Regions from separate parts of the Mus musculus genome. Here region 2 is linked to region 1. Evidence: chromatin contacts called from public HiChIP or PLAC-seq data. All regions are on one chromosome and are shown on one strand. Each heading gives the region's core, a stretch centred on a gene start, on an enhancer-like site or on the middle of the called end of the contact. The rest is flanking DNA. Distances are from core to core; before and after follow the strand shown.

Region 1 (4,898 bases), core at 779-3,278:
TGAGAGGGAAAACTGTGTTTCATTACTTGCTTGAAAATAACAGTATCCCATTGCAGTTTGTGGTAAATAAACATAAAAGTCTAAACAGATGGGGGAAATAGGCCTCCTTTATAGCGGCTTGTTCATTTATACATCTTCCTAAGAGTCCTGCCTCCATCCTTCTCTCTTGCTGGCAGAACAAAGTGACAGAGGCATTGCCAAGTGACAGTTTGAGTGGGGAAGAGTCCTGGTAGCTCCAGCTAGCGATCACATTGGCGACTTTAAAAATCATGGATACTGTCTTTGATTGTCACTGTGACAGGAATACTCTTGATTTCAAAGAGATGAGGACTGTTGACAAGTTCATCATATAGGACATGCCTACACAATAAAGGCTACTCAAGCCCCAGGGCCAACAATGACCACTATTGGGCAATGCTGAGCTAGATAAGCCCGGGGTCAAGTTCTGGCACTGTGACTGCGATCAAATCAGAGCTTCCTCATCTGTAAAGCTGGCGTAAAAGAATCGAGTGGGTGCAGTGGTTTAGGGGAATTGTTAATCCGCGCAGAACAGTGAACACAGGGAAGGATTCAGAGCAGGGGCTAGCAAAGCATCCTGGGTACAATTTTCATTGCTCTAGTGGCTTTCCTGCCCATCCTGTATGATAGTGAGTGTCTTCAGGCTGGCTCCCAGGGACATGCTGTATCCTTTCTCTTACTCTTCTTGGAGGCCTTTGTGCTGGTTCCCCTGCCAGCCTGTGCTCTGAGCACACTTACCCGATTGAAGTTCCTCTAGCTTTCCACTGTCCCTGTCCATCTGCTTGGATCTTTCTGTGCACAGAATGCTCCTGACTTTTACAGCTCTCCCTCATGTCTTTCTACGGAGGGACTTCATACAAGGGATGCTTTCCCAATGGATAGAAGAGAAGTGGCAACCTGGCAACTTGTTTATCCACAGACATTCTAGCTCCTCTGCTGTTGTGTTTGTCTATTCCCATCACCTGACATTAAATATGTATCTACTTATTGTCTGACCCTTCTAAGGAGAATATTAATTTTATGAAACCAAAAAGTCTGTTTTGTTCCCTGAAATATCCCTAAAGGGGGAATATTCCCTCATTACTTAGATACTAACAATGTTTATTAAACAAATAGATTATTTAGTAACAGGATGGAATAAATTATGATTTAATGATAGGGCTTGGTTGTGTATGATTGTTTGGGGCATGAATTTGTGTGAAAGAATGTGTTTATAAAAGTTATTTCTCTTTCAGTTAAATAATTTTTAATGTAGATGGTAAAACTAATAGTTTACATATTCCTTTGCATCTAAACAAATTACCCATTCAGGGTGTGTCTTTCAACCACTGCTAAATATCCAGAACCATTCTGTACATGCTGGAAGTGTGTCTTCTAGGTGGTTCAAATATATAATCACATTAACTATTAAGATTAACCAGCACATGAGGGAATTAACCATCACACAAATGAAACTTTTTGATACAATAGTATATTATACTGGAGTTTTGAGGTTTGCAGTTGCTTTGTAATGCAGTAACTAAGTGATTTTGTGTGTGTGTGTGTGTGTGTGTGTGTGTATTACAGGAAGCCAATGAAGCAAATAGATGCAATGATACAAAGAATTGAATTACTTCTCTTACGCTTGATTAATACCATACAATTGATTGTTGGACAGTGCTTGACTAAAATAAAGATTGAGACAGTAGCTGGACAGCTGATAGTAGCTTTGAAGAAGGAAGTAAAAATCTGTATGTGTTTATGTTGGATTGGGGAGTTTATTGAGTCAGAGATTGCTGGTTGAACCCTGCATTAAACTTATATGTGCCTTTAATGTAAGAGCTTCTTCTATCTATCTTGAACATACTCATGCATCCCCAAGCCACCTACATTTCCCTTCCTCTTCAGCCTAGGTTTTGAGTGTCGTTTAATCATTGCCTTTCTTCTCACCTTGTCCACAGTAGTCTCAGTGTACATCACTCACAGATGATTTTCTGCTTCGCATCGTCAAGATGACTCATCCCATGACTACTGATTCTTTTCATTTTCTCAGATGAATACTTTTAAGATTATTGTCACTTTGTCTGTGTGTAACACTCGATGCTGCTCACCACTTCCTCTATAAAATACCCTTCCTTTACGGCTCCTAGTTTAGATTCTACTTGTCATAGGGATACCACACCTTTTTTTCTTTTCTTCTAAGTCTTTATAGTTTCGTTTCTGAGTTTATTCTGTCACAACTGGCCATTAAGTGCTAGTTCTTTAAAGCTCATGTCAACTTTTAGTGTAGATATTCATCTGTGGTTTTCTTGCATGCCAATCTCGCCATCATTAATTTCTAGACATGAACCATCTCTGTGTTCTACAATCAATTTCCAAATTGCTTGTTAAATTGTATCATTACTTAATCCTGGATAATGTTTATATCAATAGTACATTCTAACTGGAGAAAAAATATATAAAATGCCTTGTATGTTTATGGTATGCATATATGTACCTGGGCATGTTTTCTTTTTACTTATTTAAGTTTTGAGATTTATTATATAATTGCAACATTCCTCTCTCCCCTTTACCTCCTCTAAATTCTTTTTTTTCAAGCTTTTCAAATTCATCTATTATTATTATGTATATATGTGTATGTTTACATATACATATATTATATATCTCTATATATCAGATATAGATATTCTTAAACATAACCTGCTAAGTTCATATAATGTTTAGGGACCCAGTCTTACACAAAGAATTCTAAGCAACCAAGAAAAGCTGGGAGCAGTAGAGGTTGTCTTCTCTGGGGAAGAACACAGCAATCGGTTGCTTTGTACCAAATGGTCAGCCATGGAAACACCTAAACAAATGGAAGAAAACTGTTTTGGCAACTCAGTCCTTGTTTACCTTGTGGATTGCTAGGCTAAGTTTATCTCCTTACCTTGAGATGCCTCAATGGACATTCAGGTGCTTCCTGGCAGAATGTCTGTTGCAATTGGATGTGATGCTATAATCATGTGGAATGGGAAAAAAAAATAACCAGGCCTGAAAAAAAGCTAAATGAAATGATTGTCACTTGGAAACAACTTGTTCATGGTGGTTAACTGTCAAGTGGACAGAATCTAGGATCTTCTGAGAGACATGTGTGTGCCATTATATAGCCTCTGGGATTGTGTTGCTTTGGTTAATTAACTTGACATATCCACCCTGGGAGGGTAGAGCACCACTGAGGCTGAGCACCGGCATCCATATCTCTCTGCTTGTAAATGATGCTTAGGATATGGCCAGCTGCTTCATGCCCCTGGCTCCTTGACTTTACCAGCACAGGAGACTGCACCCTTGATTGATGAACTCAAACACCCCTTCCCTTGAGTTGTTTTGTTAGGGTGCTTTTCATAGCAATAGGTAGGAAAAGAAACTAAGATAATTGTCTATCCTAGAAACTAGAGAAGATTTTGGCTTATAGGTGAATTATTAGTGTTAAAATAATTTCAGTAAGATGAATGGAATTAGAGTCTATATACAAAGGCAGTTTCCTATATTCTAGTAACTTCAGTAAAATAATACAGTATGAGTAGCTGGAAACCTGTGGGATGCTCAGGCACTGGCAGCAACTTTGGAAATGTATAAACTATAACTGATGATTACTGAAGAGTATTCAATGATGTGAACAGATATATCTGTGGTTCTTCACCCAAAAGAACCAAAACTTATGACCACACAAAAAACTGACAAATCTATACAGCAGTTATTTACAATAGTGGCAAATAGTAAAAAATGGCCAAGGTTGCTTTCCTTTCACGAACTGGTAACTGTGGTACATCCAAACAGTGGAATATTACAGAGTGACGAAAAATAAATATACCATTGGTCTGCAAAAATGGAGAAAGGAACCCCGGATACCCTTTGCTCTGTGAAATGGATGAAACTGAAGAATATATGCAATGTGAGATTTGCTACTATGGCATTCTGAAAACAAAGCTAGGAATGATATAAGAAATGGTCAATGAATGCAATGCAGAGGCAGTGGATGAGGGCGATGGAGTGTAGCGGATATTTAGGCCAAGGAACCTATTTTGTATAATGTTATAGTTGTTTGTAAACAATGAAATGTGTCCAATCCCATAGACAGATAACACAAGGAGAGGCACACTCATGGGAGGGAGCAGAAGGTGGTATGAATGATCACACTGCGCAATACATTTGAAAGAAATTTTCTTTCAAGTTAAACTCATTACTATGTTCAATGAATATATGTAGCACACACAAAAAGGTAAATCATAAGAGGAGAATATGTTGTGGGAAAGGGGACTTAGAAGGAATGTAGGTTATTTATGCTCTGTACTTCCTACCAAATGTCTATACATCTGAACCTATTCTAATCTTTTATGAAAATGAAATGCAGGAAAACGTACATTTGTGACCAGGTAAATCAGAAAACTATGAGTTTGTTTTTATTTGGAGATTGGACACTAAGCATTTGGAGCTAATATTTACATGGAACAGCAAAGGAAAAGAAAAACAATTTGAAGAACCATGACAAAAGGTGTCTTACCTACCTTGATACTAAACCTTAAGCCAATAGTGAGAATTAATGTATGTATAATATAGGTTCACATAATTAGTATAGATACTGTGTGTGGAACCTTTAACCTAACAGTGTCTGTCACAGGCCGCTGAGAGAGGGACTAGGCATTTGTAGTAAAAGACACTTTGAAATGTGATTTCTCTCTCAAACTATAAAGGAAGAATGCTGAGCAGAATAATGAGTGAGAAACAGAACATGGACTTTTGAAGGAATTGCATGGTGATTGACTTGCGAGCTTGCATGTGACAGATTTGGTTTGAAAACCCATTCACACACTCGAAAGCCAAGGGCAAGAGTAGAGATTAAGGGGGCTCATTCATAAAGG
Region 2 (4,898 bases), core at 1,177-3,676, 74 kb before region 1:
GTCTTCTAATTTGGAAAAATGTACCGATGTGCCTTTGCCTATTGGTGCCTTTGATGCTGTTATATTTTTGTATAATTTACCTTCTATTCCATGACATACATGGATTCTTGGAAGACCAAAGCATTCCTTCTCAGGGTCTAATGGCTGACATCACTGGTGTATCAGACCTGTGTACTGTGTCTCCTGAACAAGCAAGACAGTCATAGCTATGTAGGCTAAATTATGGTATAGAAGCAGCTGAATTTATCCTGGGGAGAGATAGTTAAGATGTACTCTTAGATCCTCAGCCAGGTGAAATTAACTGCATTGCACTGAATCAATAAGAGGACTTCTATTGATTTCCTTCTTGAAATAGATCACACCTAAATAATAAATGCAATTGGAGTCATTACCTGTGCAGCTTAGGATAATTCATTTTCATTTTCTATGGCCAATGCAAAATTGATCACTCCTGGCCAGATTTGAGAGTTAAATAAAAACAAAAGAGGACTCACAACCATTGCATCTATCAAGGGCTTTTTCTGGTGCCACCAATTTCAGTAATGTCTTCGTAGAAAGCATAATTCACATGCATTATCACCTTAGTATTGTAGGAAACACCAGGGCTTGCACATTGGCTACTTGTGTTGTTGTACTTGGTTTGAGACAAGGTCACACTATGTAATCTTGGTTTGTCTCGAATTTATAATCCTCTACCACTTAGGTGTGGTGATCTCAGGTGAGGACCATTTTGCCCAGCTTGAAAAGTCTTGTTTTTTTATTAGCAGTTGTGTAAAATCTGGAAGGCATAACCTTCTAGACCTGAGAATACATGTAATGATTATTGATCCACCAACCAGATAGCCCATGTGAAAATGGATGTTTGATCTGTTGCAGAGGTAGCAATGCCAAAGTTTCATCATTTGGCCCTTGTAAGCCTGGGGTTCTGATCAATGAAATAAATCAATTTGGTAAACTTAGGTAAAATGGCTAATCTGCAGAGCCCTACCTTTTCCCTTTATTTTTCAGAGTCTACACTCTAGGGAACCAATTCTGGCAATTGAGTAATGAATCATGATGTTTTGGTCCAAAATATGGTTCCATTCTCCATATCAGAAATTTATTTTAAATATATAAACAACAGGAGAGGGGGAAAGTCACTAATAGGATGATAGAATACATACGTATTTTTCTATTCAGCTTATTATGTGAAATTAAATATTAGTATAGATTTATACATACATAAAGCAAAAATTATGCAGAACTTCAAAAAACTTCCAACAGACAAAGAAACCTTGACAAAAAAAAAAAAAAAGAGGAACTACAGACTTGGATTTTGGATTATGCCACCGTGAGGTTCAGCTGTTCCTCATGGTGATAAAACATGTTAATTACGGAAGGCAAATTTTGACTTGGCTTATGGTGTCATAGATTTTGACCACTTAAACAGAATACTATAGTGAATGAGTAGGCTACCTCATGAAGCACAGGAGGGAGAGTAAGGGCCAGAGACAAGGTATGTCTTCCCAGGGCATGCCACCACTGGCTTAAATAGACCTTACCTAATTACTACCACTTTCCCACAATGCCATTGACTTATGAATGAATCCACTGATGAGGAAGTCATGTCCCCAACAACCAGTCACTTCCTTGATGCTGCACCTCTGAACAATACTGCATTGTGAACAAAGCCTTCAAGAAAGGGACTTTTGGGGGCATTTCATATGCAGGCAACAATAGTTACAAATCTACAGTAATCAAAGCAGCCTGATACTGGCTTTAAAAAAAAAAGAAGTAAAACATATACATCATAGACTAGCAGAACAAAATAGGGAGTCTGGGAATAAAAATCACTTATAGATGTTCAACTAAATTGTGACAAAGACATCAAGAAGATAAAATGAAAAATCTCTTCAATATACATTACTGGGAAACTAGGTATTTTCATGCACAAGAATAACAGAATACAGATGCACAAAGCAGCGACTCACAATGCCTTGGGGAATCAAACAAAAGACCTTAACACATAGTTCTTAGGAAGAAACAACAAAGCCAAACAGGGTCAGAGTCCTTTGCATTGATCGGAAAAACAGTTATTTGAGTATTAATACCAAAGGAACAGGTAACTAAAGACAGAGTAAGCAAGAAGGAATAAACAAAGTACAAGAGTCTCTTTGGCAATGTAAACAATCAACAATTCAAAGGGGCAACCTGCCACTTGGAAGAAAATGTTTTCAAGCCACATATCTGATACAGCATCGTTAATATTCAAATGTGGCAAGAAACAATCAACTCAACAACAAATACATCCCTAAATAATCCAATTTCAAAGTGGGTGATGGTTGGTAAAAAGGCAAGTCCTCTATCACTGAGCTATATCCCTAGCCCTGCCCATACTCTCTGATTGCTCATGAAAACCAGATTAGCCTCAGCAAATCTGAAAGCATCGGAGTCAGACACAATGTGTTGTCTGACCACAACGAAATAAAACTGAAACTCATTAACAGAAAGGTAACAGGAAGCGATCCAAACACTTAGAAACCAAGAACACACTTCTAAATAATGCATAGGCCAAGGAGGGCATCTCAAAGAAAGAAGAAAATATATCGACCTGAATGGAAATGGAAACCAGTAAAAGGTATGCAGCCTTTTGTGGGCTATGTTTCTTCTGTAATTTTATAATGTATTCTTTTGTGGTTTTAAGTGAAAAAGAGATTAAGTTAGCAGACATATATGAAATGTACACACTGCTTGAAATGTAAATTATTTTTAGAACACTTTCAATGGATGTTTCTTACCTTTTGTGACTTAATTTGAGACAATTATTTTACAGCTTTAAATATAGATTTCTTAGAAAAAATTTATAGAAAATTATGCATGCCAGTGGGTTTTTCATTGGTAATTCATTTAATTTGAATCATTTAGGGGTGCTGGAGAGACAGTTTAATGGTTTAGAGCACTAACTGTACATCCAGAGGACCTAGACTCAATTCCCAGAGCCCATGTAGCACATCACAACATCCTCTAACTCCAGTTCCGGCGGAACCAGTGCCCTCTTGTGGACATCATGGGCATTAGGTCCACACATGATGCATGAATATACATGGAAACAAATACTCATGTGTGTAAAATAAAATATGTAAAGGTTTGCTAGACTTTCACAGATTTAGTCCAATCTTTACATCAAACTAACTGCTACAGTGATGGAAACTTAATAAAACTATCTGCAAAAGTATATGAAGTATACCAATATTAAAATTATGAAATATATCTAGGATGCTTACCAATTAATGTAATAATTACCATTACCAGATAATGGATTTTAAATTCATGTCTAGTAACATGAGTTGATTTGTATGGACAATATGACTTATTGTGCAGTTTCTTAAGTCAAGTACCTTCTCAAAAATTTATAATGGCTTTCAATAATGTATATCAAGCAAACAGACAAACAAAACACTAGAAAACCAACTGGATGATGTAGATGTTTCAACTGGTGTTGAAAGCTTCCCTGGTGTCTATACTATAATAGACATGTCTGTTTTTAATGTGCAGATGACTGTCATCATGTATGAGAAATAAATGATAATTTATTGATGGATAATTTACAAAAAATGTATAAAATTGAAACACAGTAGTTTTCAGAGACGAATTTATAGATTTTGTATGTTAAAAGAGGTGGGATGTTGTTTTTTTTAGGCGAAAGAAGTTCTGGTGTTTGACATCATAGCCAGCACAATTGAAAATAAATTGTTATATATCTCAAAAGAGAAAGGTAAGAAGAATGTAAGCATATATTTCACAATATCTTATACTGTTTGGTGTCTTTAATTCCTTTTAAACAAGCTTTCTTCTTCTAATCTCATGCATGTCTCCTCTCTTTCTTTCGTTAAATAAACCATCATCACCATTCATCCTTGCCTTTATTATTTCTATGTGTGTGTAGTGTGAACATGAGCACAATTCCCAAAGAGGCCAGAAGAGGGCTCTGATCCCCAGAAGCTAGAGTTACAGGCAGTTGGGAGCCGTACAATGTGGGTGGTGCTAAATGAGTTCAGGTTCAAGGGTAAGAACACAATGTGTTCTAACTACTGAGCCATCTTTCCATGTCTACTAGCTTTTCACATCATGATACCTGTCTCCTCCTCTCCCTCTTCCTCCTCCTCCTTTGCCCCCTCCTCCTTCTCCTCCATCTCCTTTTCTTCTATTCCTCCTTTTTCTCCTTTGCCTCTTCCTCCTCCTCTCTCTTCTTTTCCTTCTTGTCTTATTCTTTGTGTTGAGATGGAATTCATGATGTTTCTCATGTTATATAAATGTTCCATTAACAAGCTATGCCCAATGCTCAGATGTGCTATTGGAATGCCTTTTTCAACTCAGTGGTAAAGTTTCCCAGTTATTCAGACCCATAAAATGGTGTAGAGTCATGCCAAGTCAAAGCATTTGTCTTAGTTAGGGTTTCATTGCTGTGAAGAGACACCATGAACAAGGCAACTCTTATAAAGGACAACAATTAATTTGTGCTGGCTTACAGGTTAGGAGGTTCAGTCCATTATCAATACAGCAGGAAGCACAGCAGCATCCAGGTAGGCATGGCACTGGAAGAGCTAAGAGTTCTACCTCTTGTTCCAAAGGTAACTAGGAGACCACTGGCTTCCAGACAGCTAGGATCAGGGTCTCAAAGCCCATGCCCACAGTGACACACTTTCTCCAACAAGGTCACACTTCTGAATAGTGCCACTCCCTGGGCCAAGCATATTCAAACCATCACAGCAACCATACCATGGCATATTCAATACACCAGAAGGATAGACAATGAATATTACCTTCAATTGCCACAATAGCATCAAACACTGGATATTATAACTGTTTGGGAAATGGAGACATGAATTTAGAGTTCTTGGGGATTTATTGAAAGACAC

The links. HiChIP or PLAC-seq counts read pairs in DNA pulled down with a chosen protein or histone mark.
Region 2: a CTCF HiChIP or PLAC-seq map of CD8 T cells shows a contact between it and region 1, with 11 read pairs. The contact joins two enhancer-like sites. A contact is called at or near these places in 1 of 15 datasets of contacts at CTCF or cohesin (CD8 T cells), 4 of 484 Hi-C or Micro-C datasets (B cells, CD4 T cells, the CH12 cell line and 1 more) and 1 of 115 datasets of contacts at active chromatin or transcription factors (CD8 T cells).

What each region holds. Positions count from the first base shown.
Region 1 is chr7:72,267,346-72,272,243 of GRCm38.p6, reverse strand. The region is part of intron 1 of Mctp2 (multiple C2 domains, transmembrane 2); the gene reads left to right. Among named protein-coding and RNA genes, the nearest start is that of Mctp2, 37 kb to the left of the region's middle. Within about 2 kb of position 2,028, at least 37 of the 459 cell types and tissues checked have an H3K27ac peak or open chromatin away from gene starts, as enhancers often do. A contact at or near this core is called in CD8 T cells, where this site is marked.
Region 2 is chr7:72,342,094-72,346,991 of GRCm38.p6, reverse strand. No RefSeq gene overlaps it. Among named protein-coding and RNA genes, the nearest start is that of Gm39035, 38 kb to the right of the region's middle. Within about 2 kb of position 2,426, at least 5 of the 459 cell types and tissues checked have an H3K27ac peak or open chromatin away from gene starts, as enhancers often do. A contact at or near this core is called in CD8 T cells, where this site is marked.